Linked DNA regions of Sus scrofa: regions 1, 2 and 3 are each linked to region 4. A link is a contact called in public Hi-C and HiChIP or PLAC-seq data. All regions are on one chromosome and are shown on one strand. The core of a region is the stretch at or near the end of the contact, and the rest is flanking DNA. Distances in the headings are between cores, read along the strand shown. Region 1 holds the start of GMPR (GMP reductase 1). Region 2 overlaps ATXN1 (ataxin-1). Region 3 overlaps ATXN1 (ataxin-1). Region 4 holds the start of ATXN1 (ataxin-1).

Evidence for each region. Hi-C and Micro-C count contacts between places; a contact is called where the count stands out from the background. HiChIP or PLAC-seq counts read pairs in DNA pulled down with a chosen protein or histone mark.
Region 1: an H3K27ac HiChIP or PLAC-seq map of alveolar macrophages shows a contact between it and region 4. The contact joins the promoter of GMPR here to the promoter of ATXN1 in region 4. A contact is called at or near these places in 2 of 47 Hi-C or Micro-C datasets (both in skeletal muscle) and 2 of 2 datasets of contacts at active chromatin or transcription factors (alveolar macrophages and skeletal muscle).
Region 2: a contact with region 4 is called in a Hi-C map of skeletal muscle, with 3 times the contacts expected there. The contact joins the enhancer-like site here to the promoter of ATXN1 in region 4. A contact is called at or near these places in 1 of 5 promoter capture datasets (fetal skeletal muscle), 4 of 47 Hi-C or Micro-C datasets (heart right ventricle, psoas muscle and skeletal muscle) and 2 of 2 datasets of contacts at active chromatin or transcription factors (alveolar macrophages and skeletal muscle).
Region 3: a Hi-C map of skeletal muscle shows a contact between it and region 4, with 4 times the contacts expected there. The contact joins the enhancer-like site here to the promoter of ATXN1 in region 4. A contact is called at or near these places in 4 of 5 promoter capture datasets (fetal liver, fetal skeletal muscle and liver), 16 of 47 Hi-C or Micro-C datasets (alveolar macrophages, brain, embryonic fibroblasts and 9 more) and 2 of 2 datasets of contacts at active chromatin or transcription factors (alveolar macrophages and skeletal muscle).

What each region holds. Positions count from the first base shown.
Region 1 is chr7:12,253,102-12,256,612 of Sscrofa11.1, reverse strand. GMPR (GMP reductase 1) reads right to left here and starts at 2,220. Exons shown (of 9, transcript XM_001929120.7): 1 at 1,935-2,220. The coding sequence starts at 2,021.
Region 2 is chr7:12,447,706-12,451,367 of Sscrofa11.1, reverse strand. All of the region lies in intron 6 of ATXN1 (ataxin-1), which reads left to right. Among named protein-coding and RNA genes, the nearest start is that of GMPR, 200 kb to the right of the region's middle. Within about 2 kb of position 2,292, at least 5 of the 83 cell types and tissues checked have an H3K27ac peak or open chromatin away from gene starts, as enhancers often do. A contact at or near this core is called in skeletal muscle, where this site is marked.
Region 3 is chr7:12,333,520-12,336,967 of Sscrofa11.1, reverse strand. The region is part of intron 6 of ATXN1 (ataxin-1); the gene reads left to right. Among named protein-coding and RNA genes, the nearest start is that of GMPR, 81 kb to the right of the region's middle. Within about 2 kb of position 1,722, at least 12 of the 83 cell types and tissues checked have an H3K27ac peak or open chromatin away from gene starts, as enhancers often do. A contact at or near this core is called in embryonic fibroblasts, retroperitoneal adipose tissue, skeletal muscle and 1 more, where this site is marked.
Region 4 is chr7:12,729,440-12,733,206 of Sscrofa11.1, reverse strand. ATXN1 (ataxin-1) reads left to right here and starts at 2,357. Exons shown (of 8, transcript XM_021099774.1): 1 at 2,357-3,767.

The DNA.
Region 1 (3,511 bases), core at 971-3,470, 480 kb after region 4:
AAACTCCCACAAACACGGAAATGTGAACACACCTCTCAAGGGCACAGAGATCTCACTGCTACACGAACACGTAGATTGCAAGGGGCCATGGGAAGCTGGGTGGCTAACAGTTTCAATCCGCCCAAACTAGGAAACTAAACGAGGCATATGACATCATACCCTAGAAAGAGTAATTCGTCCTATCGCATAAACCCTAAATGACTTACCGTCAAGAGGTTCCTGGTTCAGAAGTTCTAAACATATACCTTTTCTTTTTCTTTCTTTTTTTTTTTTTTTTTGTGTGTGTGTGTGTCTTTTTGCCTTTTCTAGGGCCGCAACCACGGCATATGGAAGTTTCCAGGTAGGGGTCTGATCAGAGCTGTAGCCGCGGGCCTACATCACAGCCACGGGGGATCCGAGCCATGTCTGCAACCTACACCACAGCTCACAGCAACGCCAGATCCCCAATCCACTGAGCAAGGCCGGGAATCGAACCCACAACCTCATGGTTCCTGGTCAGATTCGTTAACCACTGAGCCACGACAGGAACTCTTCATTTTTCTTAAAAGGAGTTTCTCTCTACTAAGTGAACTGTGACCATTTAGGCTGCTGAGGCCCCCAAATCATCTGTCTGCCCAGAATAAACACATCTTGTCTTGGCCTCAGGCACCAGCTACACTGCTTAGACTTGAGGAAACTCAGGCCTGCCACCCCAGCTGTTGATTTTGCTTCTAAGTGTCTGCCCCACTCTTTGGCACCTGCAAGGGCATGATGAAGGACCAGACTGGTCAGGAGCAGAGCTGACCAATCAAGGATGAGAAGGATTAATCATCAAGGGTGCGACCACCTGCTTGAGAAGGTGAGCTGGTTCTGGTCACTCGCAAATCAAGAGGCTTCCTTAATCCACGCAAGCCCTCGACTGGCAGCACCAGGCACTGCACTTAAGAGTCAGGCCTGGGCACAGGCAGGCAGCCCAGTTCCTGCAAGGGGATTTATTTATGGTCGTGCGGGGGGAGGGGGAGCAGCAAGCTGGCTCAGCCTCCCCCTGTTTACTTTTGCAACCCCAGTCTCCAGACCCAGCAGTTTCCCCTTCCTCTCCAGCTCTCAGCCCACCAGGCAAAACCACGGTCACCAGCACCCACTCCTCCAGGGAACTCTGTCTTTCTGTGCAACTAGTTTATCCTTCAAGATTTGACCTTTCCCTGCCCCCCACTCCCTATCTCCAGGCCGGCCTCCACCTGTCGTCCCTCAGGCTTTGCTTTCACTAAGGCACAACTAGCACAACTGACCACCCCATTGGTCCCACTGCCCCCACTCCACTGCTTTCAGCTTCCCAAAGAACTGGACTGGACTGCAGCTGTCCAGTAAGAGGGTGCCACCAGGCACAGGTCCCCAGCCTCGCTCTCAAAAGGTCACCGAAATGCGGAAAGTAAACGTTGAACTTTTGCCCTGGAGTTGCCCTGCTTTTCAGACCTTTAAAAAAATTCCATTGCTAGACCTGATCCTAAAGCGGCCGGAGTTCTCCGCACCAGGAAACACTGCCAAAATCTTTCCTCTCCCTTTATACTCCGGCTCCACCGTATCATTTTCTCTCTATAAGCACACCTCAACCCCCATCCCCCGCCATTCTTTCTAAATCAGTTGACCACCTGATCTTCGCTACCCTAGGATCAAGTTCTGTGTGTTTCCCCCTTGCCCACTCAACCGGACGTATTTAGAATTTTGGGCCGGAGCCCGGGCCCTTAAAGACACCTCCTGTCCTTGCAAAGAACCAGCTGGCTTTTCCTTTTCACGGTGGTGCGAGGGCAAAAGAGGTCAGCGTCCCATCCATCTCCAGACATACTAAAAAAGCTGGCAATGTTGGCCCATTCTGGCGCCTTGCACCCACCTCCCTCGCGCCACACGGGGAAAAAAAAAAAAAAATCCCACCCCAATGCGGCTATGAAGGGGCCCACCTCGGCTCGGCTCTTGAGGCTGCTTCGCTTGGGTCGGAGAAGGACATCCTTGAAGTCCAGCTTGAGGTCCGCATCTATGCGGGGCATGGTGCCGAGCGGCGCGCTCGACCAGAGGGGCTGGAGCCCGCAGCTCCTTCCTGCAGCGCGGGCGCCGGGGGAGGTGGGGGCCGGGAGCGGGCGGGGGCGGGGCCCGCGGAGGGCGGGGGCGGGGCCCACAGAGGGTTGGGGCGGGGCGGCGCCGCGAGAAGGCGAGTTGCTCGGCCCCGGCGGGTGCCTGCGGGCCGCTGAGCGCGCACGCTGCGCCCTTCTGGCCTCTGGACGCCTCCGGCCCCGCTAGACCCGCCCTCTCGCTCCGCCGGCCCCGCCCCTGACCCCTCCCCGCGCGGGAGACCTCGGTGCGGGCCAGAAAGGATAGGCGAGATGGGGAGAAACCAGGCGCACGCAAGAAGTTCGCACGTGTGACATTTTAACCACCTCCCCCCTCCCCGCTCCCGTTTCTTATCGCCTCGCTTAGTACGGTGACCGAAGGGTGTATGGGGAGGGGGGGTTAGGGAGTGAGGGGGAGAATTCACAATGTGCTGTCACCAAGGGTACGGCCAAGACTTGCCCTGTGACCTCCTCACCCAAGGAAAAGTCCACTCCTTGAAAGGTTTCCCTTCTCCTTTCTCTAATGTCAAGCCCTAATACTCAGCAGATGCTGAGTCACACCGCCCACGTGCCAAAAACTAAGAAACCCCTGGGAACTGGATAGAATTAAGAGTGGGCAGGTGAATCTGTTTTGCAGCATTGGGTTTGTTGAGGCATTTTTAGGATCCCTTTGGATGTTAGGGACTGGTTTGTTGGTTGGTTGGTTTGAAGTCTACAGTTGGCACAGATCCTGGGTTCAGGTACCTGAGTCCCTTTGAGTTATTGGTGATGTCAGTTTTTTGTGTTTTGTTTTGTTTTGTTTTTTGTTTTTGTTTTTTTTTTGCTTTTTAGGGCTACACCCTCACATACGAAGGTTCCCAGGCTAGGGGTCTAATCGGAGCTACAGGTGCTGGCGTTCGCCAGGGCAACACCACATCTGAGCCGCATCTGCAACCTACACCACAGCTCACCAATACGCTGGATCCTTAACCCACTGAGCTAGGCAGGGATCAAACCTGCAACCTCATGGTTCCTCGTCGGATTCATTTCCGCTGCGCCACTACAGGAACTCCGATGTCAGTTTATTTTTAATTCACTTGTTGACCACACCGAGCCCTTCTTATACACTAGGAATGTGCGTAAGAGCTTGGCCTGCACCACCTTCTTCAATCTCACAACAACCCAATGAAGATGTTTTGCGGCAGCGTAGCTAGCCTCTCTCCACCTGTGCCAAATAGAATCACCGAGACAGAGTTTTGGGTGAGGTAAAAAGGAGTAGCTTTTACTACTTTGCGAGGCAAAGGAGGCCACAGCAGGCTAATGCCCTAAAGGCGGTGCCCTCCTTTGGGAGAGAATAGAAAGGGGTCTTACAGTTTCCAAGTGGAAAATAGGGCCACAGAGGAGTTCCCATCGTGGCACAGTAGTTAACAAATCCAACTAGGAACCATGAG
Region 2 (3,662 bases), core at 1,043-3,542, 280 kb after region 4:
GCCAAAGCAAGAATGTGGGCCACTTAAAGGATGCTTTCCCAACCCTGTAAAATACAGTGTTCTCAGCTGAACTTGGGACAGAAACCACCCCTGAAACTAAAAATGCATTTCTCATGTGGTGTATCTTTTGAAGGATTTGCCGTAGAAGAATCAGTGTACACAGAAGAAGGAGGGGCAAAGTGATGGGGCAGGGGTGCTGTCCTGGAAGGGGAGTGTTAAGCCCCTGGAAAGTCTCCCAGACAGAGATCAGATAATTCCCATACTTTAAACACCTTAGAGGTTGATCAGCTCTTCCATCTTCGTTATAAGTAGAAATGAATGTGGCTGTATGTAGCCACATAAATATGACTGGTGTGTGTCTTTTCTCCCCAAGTACATCATATCATAGTATTTACATCATTTTCCTTACTCCTCTTAAAAAATGTTTCCCCTTTGCTTTCCTCTAGAAAAAGTGAGGCACAACCAGGAACGAAATGACATTGTTTTGTCATAAAGCCAAAATAAAATCTGCCGGTTCCCATCAACAAATAAAAATTGTTCTTGGGACTGAATGTAAAAAGACAAAGAGATAATGTCATTCTTGTAATTCTGCACATTTTTCACTTTTGGAAAACAATCATTTTTTTTTTAAGACCAGGACATCCTTTAACCCCTCCCTCCGCGTATATTCCTATTACATTTCTCGTGCCAGCTATAGAATAAATTATGCCAGGTGGACTCTTAGAAGACTCAATCCATCTTCTCTATATCCTGAGGATTATGTTCATCATTTGCAGACCCTTGAATAACAACATTCCGTGATTCAGAGAAGGTCTTTTTCAACAAATACACACTGTGTTTTAGGCGAGGTAGAAAACATAGCTGTTGGAAAACTATGGTGGAGGACGTCAGTCTTTCGATGTCATTTTTCTGTCTGTGCTTACATTCTGAAACGACTTCCTTAAGCAAGAATCCCCCAAAGGGGAACTATTAACGGGATATGAATGGCAGTCTCATTCCGAATCTGTTTATTTCCAAAACTCCATTAAGCACTTGTCAGGCTCTTGGGACTCAGCCATCTTCTTCCACCGCTAAATGTCACTTCTTTTTCGATACCTTTATCATGCACGTCTGGTGACCGTCTCTCTCTCTTCGAGCCATGAGTGTGTAGCCCTGGGATGGACTTGTCCACAGTGCCAGCAGAATTCACTGATCAGGACCCCTGCCCGGGTGCTAGGCTGTGATACCACATGAGCCATCCTTACAGACATCAGGGTACCGTGTTTTGCGTATCTGGAAAGGAAAATGCTCTTGCTAACACTGTTCCCTGAAAATTTCCATTAGGTTGCTCCTCATTTCATTTTTTTTTTCTCCAAGTCTTTGCAGCTTGCATAGAACTAGGAAAAAAATGGTAATTACTCCAGGGCTAAAATCCAAGACTTTGATAGGCAGTCTTCATGTCTGCAGCTCCTGCGAGTTGCTACCCGTTAAAAGTGTTGGGAAACTTTCCCCGCAGAACAAAGAGAACTGGACCCAAAGATTGTTCCCTCTTTCTACCGTGGCAGGCCCTACCTTCCCAGTCTCCTTTGTCTTTTCCTCCTCGTCCTCCAAGGAAAGGGGGTATGAGAGGAGGATGCTGTTGTTGAGAACTGGGACAGCTATTGCCTGTGCAAACAGATTTCTTTTCCCTTCTCTTTGGCAGCGTCAGTTGTTTTACCTGTTTCTGGTTCTCCTCTTTCTGCTTATGAACAGCCTCCCCGCCGCCCGCCCTTTCAAAAGACTAATAAATTAAATAGACAAATGTTAGTTTTTGCATATCTACTAGTTGGTGTCATTTGGAATGGAGTCATTCAGCCTCTGTCTGCAGCGAGTCTCTTGCCGCTTCTCTGTCACCACTGTAGCAAGTGCAAGTGTGGCTTAAAGGATGGTATGTCAAGGTGAGAGCTGTCCACGGGGTACTGTTGGTCTGTCACGCCTTCAGTGCAGCAGATTAGCTGCCAAATGGTATCTTGTTGCTGTCATCGAAGTTTACAGTCCAGGTTCCCAGCTCTGCTGGCGATCTATTTCTGTGCCCCAGCAATGATGCCAGTTGTCCTAGCAACCTGCCGGCTGGCGCTTCCCTAAAGGCAAGCTGGGGAATCGCAGTGGAAGAGGGTGGCCTCTGGAGGGTCAGGAGGGAGTTGGCAGTCACCTTGCTCAAAGAGGATTTTCCATTTCCTTCATTCGGGCAGGTCTCCAGGAGGAGGATGTCACTATCGTAGGGGTGTCACTTACGCGGGCTCGTGGACCACATGGTCTTGCTGGTACACACGGTGTCCTGTGGAGAATAACAGGTTGATGAATGGGTAGCCCAGGCAGTGTGGGGGGAATGCCTGGCCAGGGTCTTAGGGGATCTCAGAATATCAGATGCTGTCCGTTTTCTTGTGAGTTGGGTTAATGTTCCCATGCTTAATCAGCCCCGGTGTTCAGAGTTGGGGATGTGGGTAGATGTTTGGGAGGAATCAGAGGTCAAGGGAGGTTAAAGGGAATAGCCACAATAGTCGATCTTGGCTTCTTTCCTGTTGACAGGTCTGGCCTGAAAGCAGTTCCGTGTAACTGGAGCTCTCTGAATGGGCTCCGTATGCAGCCTTGCAAAGGAACACTCCTCGCCTTGTCCTCTTCTCCTTAATTACTCTCCTCCTCCCTTTATGCCAGATTAAATTGGCACTAAGTGACTTTTTCCCCCTCTTCTGGTTTGCATCCAACAGAACGCAGATGCTTGATATCTTAAAGCCACTAACATAGTTGGCCTTGCCTGGATAACGTCGCAAATGGGCAGTCAGTTGACAATGGATGTCATGGGGATGTTACTCCATAGCCAATTAATCACGGAAGCCCCTAGCCGGTGTCTTTGGCTGGCATTTTCTCCGAGAGAGTGCTTCCATCCCTGTTGGCATGGAGATGTCAGGACGTTGTTTTTTTTTTTTGTTTGTTTTTTTAACAAAGTCAAGGTGGGTCCACGTGCAAAACTTGTTGGGTGTGTGGGGAACCAGGGAATCTGGTGAAAGGGTTTCCCCAGAACATGGGGAGCCCACAAAGGACATGCAGTATTATTAGTACCTTTCATCACGGAAAGAATGCTGGTACTCTCAGAGACCTTTCAGCCCTTACTCCACTGAATGAGCATGCGTAGCCGAGATAACAGCATTATGCCCATGTCTTCTGGATGGCAAAGCCAATTAGGGTTGTAACTGAACATTTCTAGCACACTTTATGTGCTCAACAAATATTAATGCCCCCCTTCACACCTAGAATCAGGATAGGTATTGAAGATCTGGAACTGGAATTAGAAGAAATAGTATTTGGACAAAAAAAGAGTATCCGAGGGAGTCGTTTGTACTTTCAGAGCATTCTGTGTTTCCAAGATGTTTCTTAAGTAAAATAAATCCGTTTTGTTTGACAAGCATGTGGCATGCCTAACAGGTCATTATTTTAAGTCATTAAAATGGTTTAAATGGTAGAAGACATTGTGTGTTCCTAGAACAAGAAATACCTATTAGGTGCCTTTTGATACAGTGGAGAGGCAGAGTTGATTTCTCCCCCCCCCCCAAGGATCATCATGTAACTCTTAATTCAATATTTAATGCTAAATATTCATCATTCTTCATGGTACACAGGCAGTGAAGTCAGTTCTCGCCTATTGA
Region 3 (3,448 bases), core at 473-2,972, 400 kb after region 4:
GAGAAGGAACTGGGCACCGACTTTCTCGAATTTCCATTTGTCCTTTAAACATTGGCCTATTTGGAGGATAGGCATTGGGTGCCTCCAGTTACAGCGGCATTATTTATGGTCTCTCGTTTGCTATTCGTGTCTCAAATAAAATCACTGGCCATTTTTTGTGTGTTGATCATGTCGCAGAGAGTCTCATTAAGGCATGGGTAGTCGGAAGAGGTTAAATAGGAAAGGGGTGGATTTCATTTGTAGTGAGTAATTGCGTCTAAAGTGTGTACCATGCTCCAGGTTCAGATCAGCCAGAAAGCTTCTATTGATACTGCAGGAAGAAACAGCAGTTAATACAGACAACCCCAAACCAAAAACGTAAGCACATCTGAATTTTATGTGTGAAGGTAGATGGGACAGACCATTTGTTCTGCAGGCAAGCTGTTCGTCCCGGTAGGGGGCAATATATATCATTGCCCTCGTATGGATTATTTTCTAGAAGAAGTTTTACAGGCTTGGGAAACTTTCTGAGCTGCGGAGGTGAGGCAAGGAACCTTTTAATTAGAGATGGTTCTGCCCAGCATCTTTGCCGCGATTGCCTGGCACATGGGTTGCAGGAAGTAACCCCCCGGGAGAGAAGCCGAGGGAGGAAAGCGTGTGTTTTTAAGACAGATGAAAATATGTCCTGCTGTCTAGCACTAGGAACTGTATCTAGTCCCTTATGATGGAGCATGATAATGTGAGAAAAAAGAATGTATGTGTGACTGGGTCCCCTTGCTGTAGAGGAGAAAATTGACAGAACACGGTAAACCAGCTATCATGGAAAAATATAAAAATCACGAAATAAAAAAGAAAGAAAATATGACCCAGGGTGAGGCAGTGGGGGCAGGAGGGCCCTTCTCAAGAGAGAATCATAGCTTCAGCAGCCAGTATGTACAGGTTGTGCAGTGGGCCAGGCCGCGGGCTGTGTTCGGTGCATGCTTGAACTCCCAACAAACCTTAAGACCCGAGTTACTGATATAATTCCCATCATAGAGTCAGGTACACTGAGGCACAGCTGGCAGGTGAAGGAGCCAGGATTCCACGTCTGGCAGCTGGGATCCCAAGCTTGTGCCCTCAGCATCCTTGATGGGAGGTCCTTTGATGCCTGGAAGCAGTTAACTCTTAGGGACATCTTTCTCTGGTTCTCCAGCCTGCTGGCTGGGCACTGCCTTGTCCCATGCAATTCTCTAAGAACCCCATGAAACAGAGCTTGTTACTCTCTCCGTTTTCTTCAAGAGGAAACCGAAGCTTAGGAAGTTGGATATCTTCCCTAGAGTCACCAATCACCGAAAGCCAGGAGGCTCCTTACCACACCCCAGTCTCTGCAACATCAAGGTCAACCATCTGTGGATGGCCCATCAGTAAGAGCTGTGGAAGAAAGCACCGGACATCGCCACAGGCATAGAATAAGCAAAGCCCATTTTCGCTTCCATCTTTGACCAGCTTATCACCTCCGTTCATGGCTTATCTCAGAAGTCCTGCCTCCAGGGAGGAGTCTCTTCCTCCCAGACCCTAAGTTAAAGGAAAGAGCATCCAGCCATTCCGGATGTCCCCTATGCGAGGCTGTGGATGTGACGGTGTGCCTCTTTCCGAGGGCGACAGCATCCTTCTAGAGAGAGCGTGGCGTTCCTGTTGAATGAATACCTGATTGAGTTCATGGTGCTGAGCCAGGGCGAGGAGGAGCGATTTGGCAGCCAAATTCCTGGCAGCTCATTCAACGTCCTTAATGTTCCACCAGCTTCATGCTGGGCCGCCTGCGAGCCCCGGGAGAGGCTGCGGTAATTACTCAGCTTTTTGATTGAAAACAGCTGCAGGTAGCGTGCCCTCCCATTGTCCGTGTTGCTGGTGATTGGGAAAGACTTGGGGCATCTTGGGCTCCACCGAGCAGCCTCATTCTGGGGGGGAAAGAAAAAATGGAGGCAGAGCGTAGATTTTCCCACTTGCTCCACTTTTCAAAATGAACCATTCGTCTCTTGAGGGCCAGACCTCAGCCACCCATTCAGTGAGTGTGAGTCATACCCCTAAAATTAAAACAAACATTTCTTTCCGAGAGACCTCTTATCTTGGCTGATCTTTCTAGCTCGTCTCCCTGTTCTTGCTCTGCTTGATTTAGGCTGCTTTCAATAAAATTGCTGCTTGGTAAATACATGGTCCTTCCCGTCGATCCAAAGACAACCAGCAGCGTTTCCTTGGGATGAATGCGCGGACAATCTGGACATGGTTTTGGAGGATGGGATGTGGATTTTTAGAGGCCTTCCGGTGTAGCCCACATCTTGCAGGGCGTACTTGGACTTCCTGCTACGGGAAGTATCTGGGGTTCATAATCTCACAGGAGAATTTGTGCTTGCGATGGAATCTCTAAGTCCAGATGCCTTTCAGAGATAGAGTATTTTATGTCCCTCTGTCATGAGTTCCATTTTTGATCCAACCCTGTATAATCACATCCAAAAATGGAGAAGGCGATCCGGAAACACTTTGCCTTATGGTAGCCAGCTTCGAAAGGTGACAGAAGAGCAACACAGGATAAGAAGTGTCAGCCAGCAAAGAAAAAGAGCAGCCCTAGAATCCCACAGGGTTATGAAACTCGGTCTCTATCCAGCGCAAGGAACTTACAGTCTGGTGAGAAAGACGCATGAAAATCGTAAAAAGTGCAACGAGCAGATCTCCCGTGTAGCACAGAGAACTCTCCTCAGTGTTGTGTGATCATCTATGTGGGAGAAGAATCTGAAAGGGAATGGGTGTGTGTTCACGTATGATTGAGTCACTTTGACGTACAGCAGAAATTATCACCCTGTTGCAAAGCACGTGTACTTGAGTAAAACTTTAAAAAATGGACTGAGGGAGTTCCTGTTGTGGCTCAGTGGTTAATGAATCCGACTAGGAACCATGAGGTTGCGGGTTTGATCCCAGGCCTTGCTCAGTGGGTCAAGGATCCGGCGTTGCCGTGAGCTGTGGTGTAGGTTGTAGACGTGGCTCGGATCCCATGTTGCTGTGGCTTTGGTGTAGGCCGGCAGCTACAGCTCCGATTGAACCCCTAGCCTGGGAACCCCCATATGCCATGGGAGCAGCCCTAGAAAAAGCCAAAAATAAATAAATAAAATTAAAAAAAAAAATGGACTGAGGAACGAGGCTGCGGTCTTCAGTGGCCTTGTCAAGGTTTTAGACGTGATGACAAAGGAAGTCGTCACCATGGGGCCCATTACAGCCGAAGGATGGAGCAGGCTGCAGTGTTAGCCCAGGCGGGCCTGCGGACAGTTATAGGATGGAGCGTGTATAGGAGAGAGCAGGATATCAAGGAGCACAGAGGGGAGGTGCCATTTATGAGGGAGTCACCTCCATGCTAAGTCACCTTGAGGGAGTCACCTCCATGCTAAGCCTCAGGGTCCTGGCCTTTACAGTGGGAGGGTCATACACTAGCTAGTGTGTG
Region 4 (3,767 bases), core at 1,108-3,607:
GATCAGGTAGTGACTTGTTAAAAATTCCCAGGCTCCGTAGATGGATAACTTACCTTGGAACCAGTACTGGGTGACCTTGGGCTTTGGGCAGGTCCTCTGATCATCTAAGAAATGGGACGTGTGATCTTTACCTCACCGGAGAATTGTGGGGATTAGCTATGACGAAGTCCAAGATCAAGTAAATAGAATATGTACCACAATGCGGACAAGATCCATCGGTTTGGTTTTGGATGAGCTTCTCATGAGAGAAGTGTCGTGTGTTGTGGCCTAAGGCTTTGCACATCGGAGGTCCTGAAAAATATTACTGATTCATTAATTCATGTAATGGTTGATGAATCTTTAGTAGGTCTATCAGTGAATAAGACAGACAAGATCTCTGCTCTCCTGACAATAAACAAACAGGAAATGACTCAGAATGTTCTAAGGCAACACATCGATGGAATACTAGAGCAGGGCAGGGTGGATCAGGAAAACTGGGGGATACAATTTTAAGTAGGGAGTCGTGTGAATATTCAGGGAAAAGCACTCCAAGCAGAGGGACCAGTGAGTAGAATGACCCCGAGGAAAGAGAGCGCCTGGCTTTTTTTGCGGAACAGCAAAGGGGACAGTGGGGCTGGAGCTGTGGAGTGACAAGAAAAGAGAGGGGACACTGGATCTGAAAGACAAAGAGATTGGGTGGGGCCTTGGAGGCCATGGGAAGATTTTGACTTTGACTCCAAGTGGAAGCGCAACATCAGATGCTTTTGAGCAGAGTTGTGGCATCACCTGATGCAGATGCTCAGTCATGGTGTGAGCTGGTCCTGCCGGAGGCAGAGACAATGCAGGAGGCCAGTGCAATAGTTCTGATGAAGGATGGTGGCAGTTCAGTTTTCCAGGAGTAGCAGCCCAAGTAAGTGAGAAATGGTCAAATTCTGGATACATGTGGAAGGTAGAGCCAGTTGGCTTTGGAGGCAGAGTGGATGTGGGTGGGGGATGTGAAAAAGAGGAGTCAAGATGCTTTAGGGCCTGAGCATTTGGAAGGATGGAGCTGCCATTTACTGAGATGTGTGTGCAAGAGCTGTATTATACATCTCACAGTGACTCGGAGAGAACAGCTGCCTTGGGAGTGTGGGCTTGAGTGTAAGGCTTCCTTCTACCTGCTGGGGAAAACCTCTTGAAACAAATGAGCTCCCGGCTGTGCTTTGAAAGATGAGGCTCGGAAAGACTGAGGTTTTCACAAGTACTTTTGTAAGACTCAAATGCACAGTTTAAAAAAAGCATCAGTTCGGGGGTTGTATTTCCTCCTCTGTGCCAAACAGTTCATTTAGTTTTTTTAGTCTTTTCCTCACCCCCACCCCAACTCCACAGGCTGAAATGCCACTTCTGAAGAGCAGAGCTGCTGGTGCATCCTGGCACCAATAGAGGGAGCTGAGAAGGCCTCCGGAAGACCTCTGAGCTGAGGCCCAGGGCTGGACACTGCCTTCTCTCCAGCCTCTAGCAACCTCTGTGCTTCTGGCTAGAAGCCAGGTGTTTCTGGGAGGATGGGGAAGTGGTTCTAGAACTCTCTTGACAATTTTCCTATTCTACTGAAACTTTTGTTTATGGCCGTTGTCATGGGTAAAGGACCAAACACATATGCATCCAGAAGTGATCACCTGTGTGTATCCATAGAGGAAAGAGATAAGGCCCTAGATGTAAATAAAGAGAAGAAGGAAGAATGCAACAGATGGAATAAAGAGGGTGTATGGGGCTGCTATGACAAGTGACCACAAACAGGGTGGCTTAAAACAAGAGAAATGTACTCTTACAGTTTGGGAGGAGAGAGGCCCCAAATCAAGGCATCGGGCCTTGCAGGGCCTTGCTCCCTCTGAAGCGCTAAGGAAGAATTCTTCCTTGCCTCTTCCAGCTCCTGGTGATTGCTGGCCAGTCTTGGCTTTCCTTGGCTTGTGGCTAAATCACTTCCATCTCGGCCTGTCTTCGCAGGGCCTTCTTCCCCTTCCCTGTGTCCCCCGGTCTTAGGAGAATAGCGGTCAGGTGGGATTTAGGGACCACCCTCATCTGGTAAGACATCTTAACTAATTACATCTTAATTCCAGATAAAGTCACTCACTTTCCTAGGGTGCAAGGACTTCAACATATCTTTCAGGGGAGCACAACTCCACCCACAACAGAGGGCAACAGGAACTTACCCTGAGAGCCCACCTGTGGGGGAAAACACATAAATGGAGCAATAAAAGGAAAACAGTTACATGTGAAATTCTAAGTGGAGGTCAAATGGATTTGGGAGTAACAGGAAATATTAGATAAGAGAAGCTTTCACTTGGGATACGCTCTCCATCTGTGCTTATGGCCTTGATTTTTTTTTTTTTTCCCTCTCAGAGTTAAAAAAAATACTGTATAAATAAAAAGAATAAGAAAATAGCACTTCTCTGACTCACACATTGGGCAGAGCCGCAAATTCTTGTGATAATCAGGAAAGACTCCACGGAAGGGTTGGTGCCTGAGCTGGATCTCGGAGGATGAGGATAAAATCGCCATGTAAAGGAGGACTTCCCAGATAGAGAGAAAGTATATGCCAAAGGCCCAGTGTCACTTCAGTGATCCACCCTTTACTGCCTGAAATAGGGTGAACAACCTCTCAAGGCAAGGCGCAGACCGTCTGCTTGATCTGTATTACTCAGAAACAGGATTAAATACAGGAAGGGGCAAACATGTTGCTGGTTTTAATAAATGCACACAGAAGCACACAGTAACCTAAAGAGACAGGAGAGCAGCATCTCTAAGGAAGACTTCATTCTTGGGCACATTTGCCAAAGCACAAATATGGAAACCCCACCCTCAGCCAGAGCTGGAGAAATCAAAAGGCTGATGTGGTATAAATTCCTCTGCCCTGATTGCATAAGGAGATCTGCCAACATTTTTTTCTCTGATATATTCCTTGCTGCACAAAGAGCTGAACTGGGTTTTTAAAACCTGATCGTGAACCGAGATAGGCAATTCTGAATCATCACCAGGATCTAGGAAAATTAACCCTCACCGATCTTCCCAGATAAGCACCCAAGCTTGCTGCCTCTGAGATCTGCTGCGGGGTTCTGGCTAGGTTCCTGTCACAGAGAGACTCCCCTTTTTTGGCATAAGAATGTACAAGATGCCAGTAAAGTTCACACTGGGTCATCGAAGGCTCTTTAAATGCACGGTGATTCATTGCTGGGGGTGGGGGAGCGACGAGAGGGAGGGGGAAGGAAGTGCTGAGCAGAGAGGCGGAGCGAAGTAATTATGAAATTGACTGCAGAAAAAGCTCGCGCTGGGAGTGACGGGGGTCACGTGTTCCTACTATTGGTATTTCGGCTACAACTTTCAAACCCGAGGCAGGGGGGAGGGGTCGGGAAACCTCACCTTGCCTCTTGATTGGCTTTCGGAGGAGATGCTTCAGATGCCTGGCATATTTATTAGAATTACAACGGAGCATTAATTTCTCTTTTTATCTGACAAAGAAGAAACGCTCTCCCATGACAGTCCGGTTAGCAGAACAAAAATCTGGCTGTACTGGTATGAGTGAACAATTTGTCTTCTTCTTCTTGATTTACTCCGCATTCTAGCTGACAGGGTCTTCCATTCTGCGCATTCATTTTGTACTTAAAAAGGGATTGTTTGTAATTTACAGTTTAAGGCTGAGGGCCATTATTCTGCGCTGTCAGAACGCATCTGCCGCAGGAGCATCGTTTCAGCCTGTGCCAGGGCACAAAGCAAGCCCTGATCGCCAGTCAGCTTGAGAGCTCCCTGGAGAC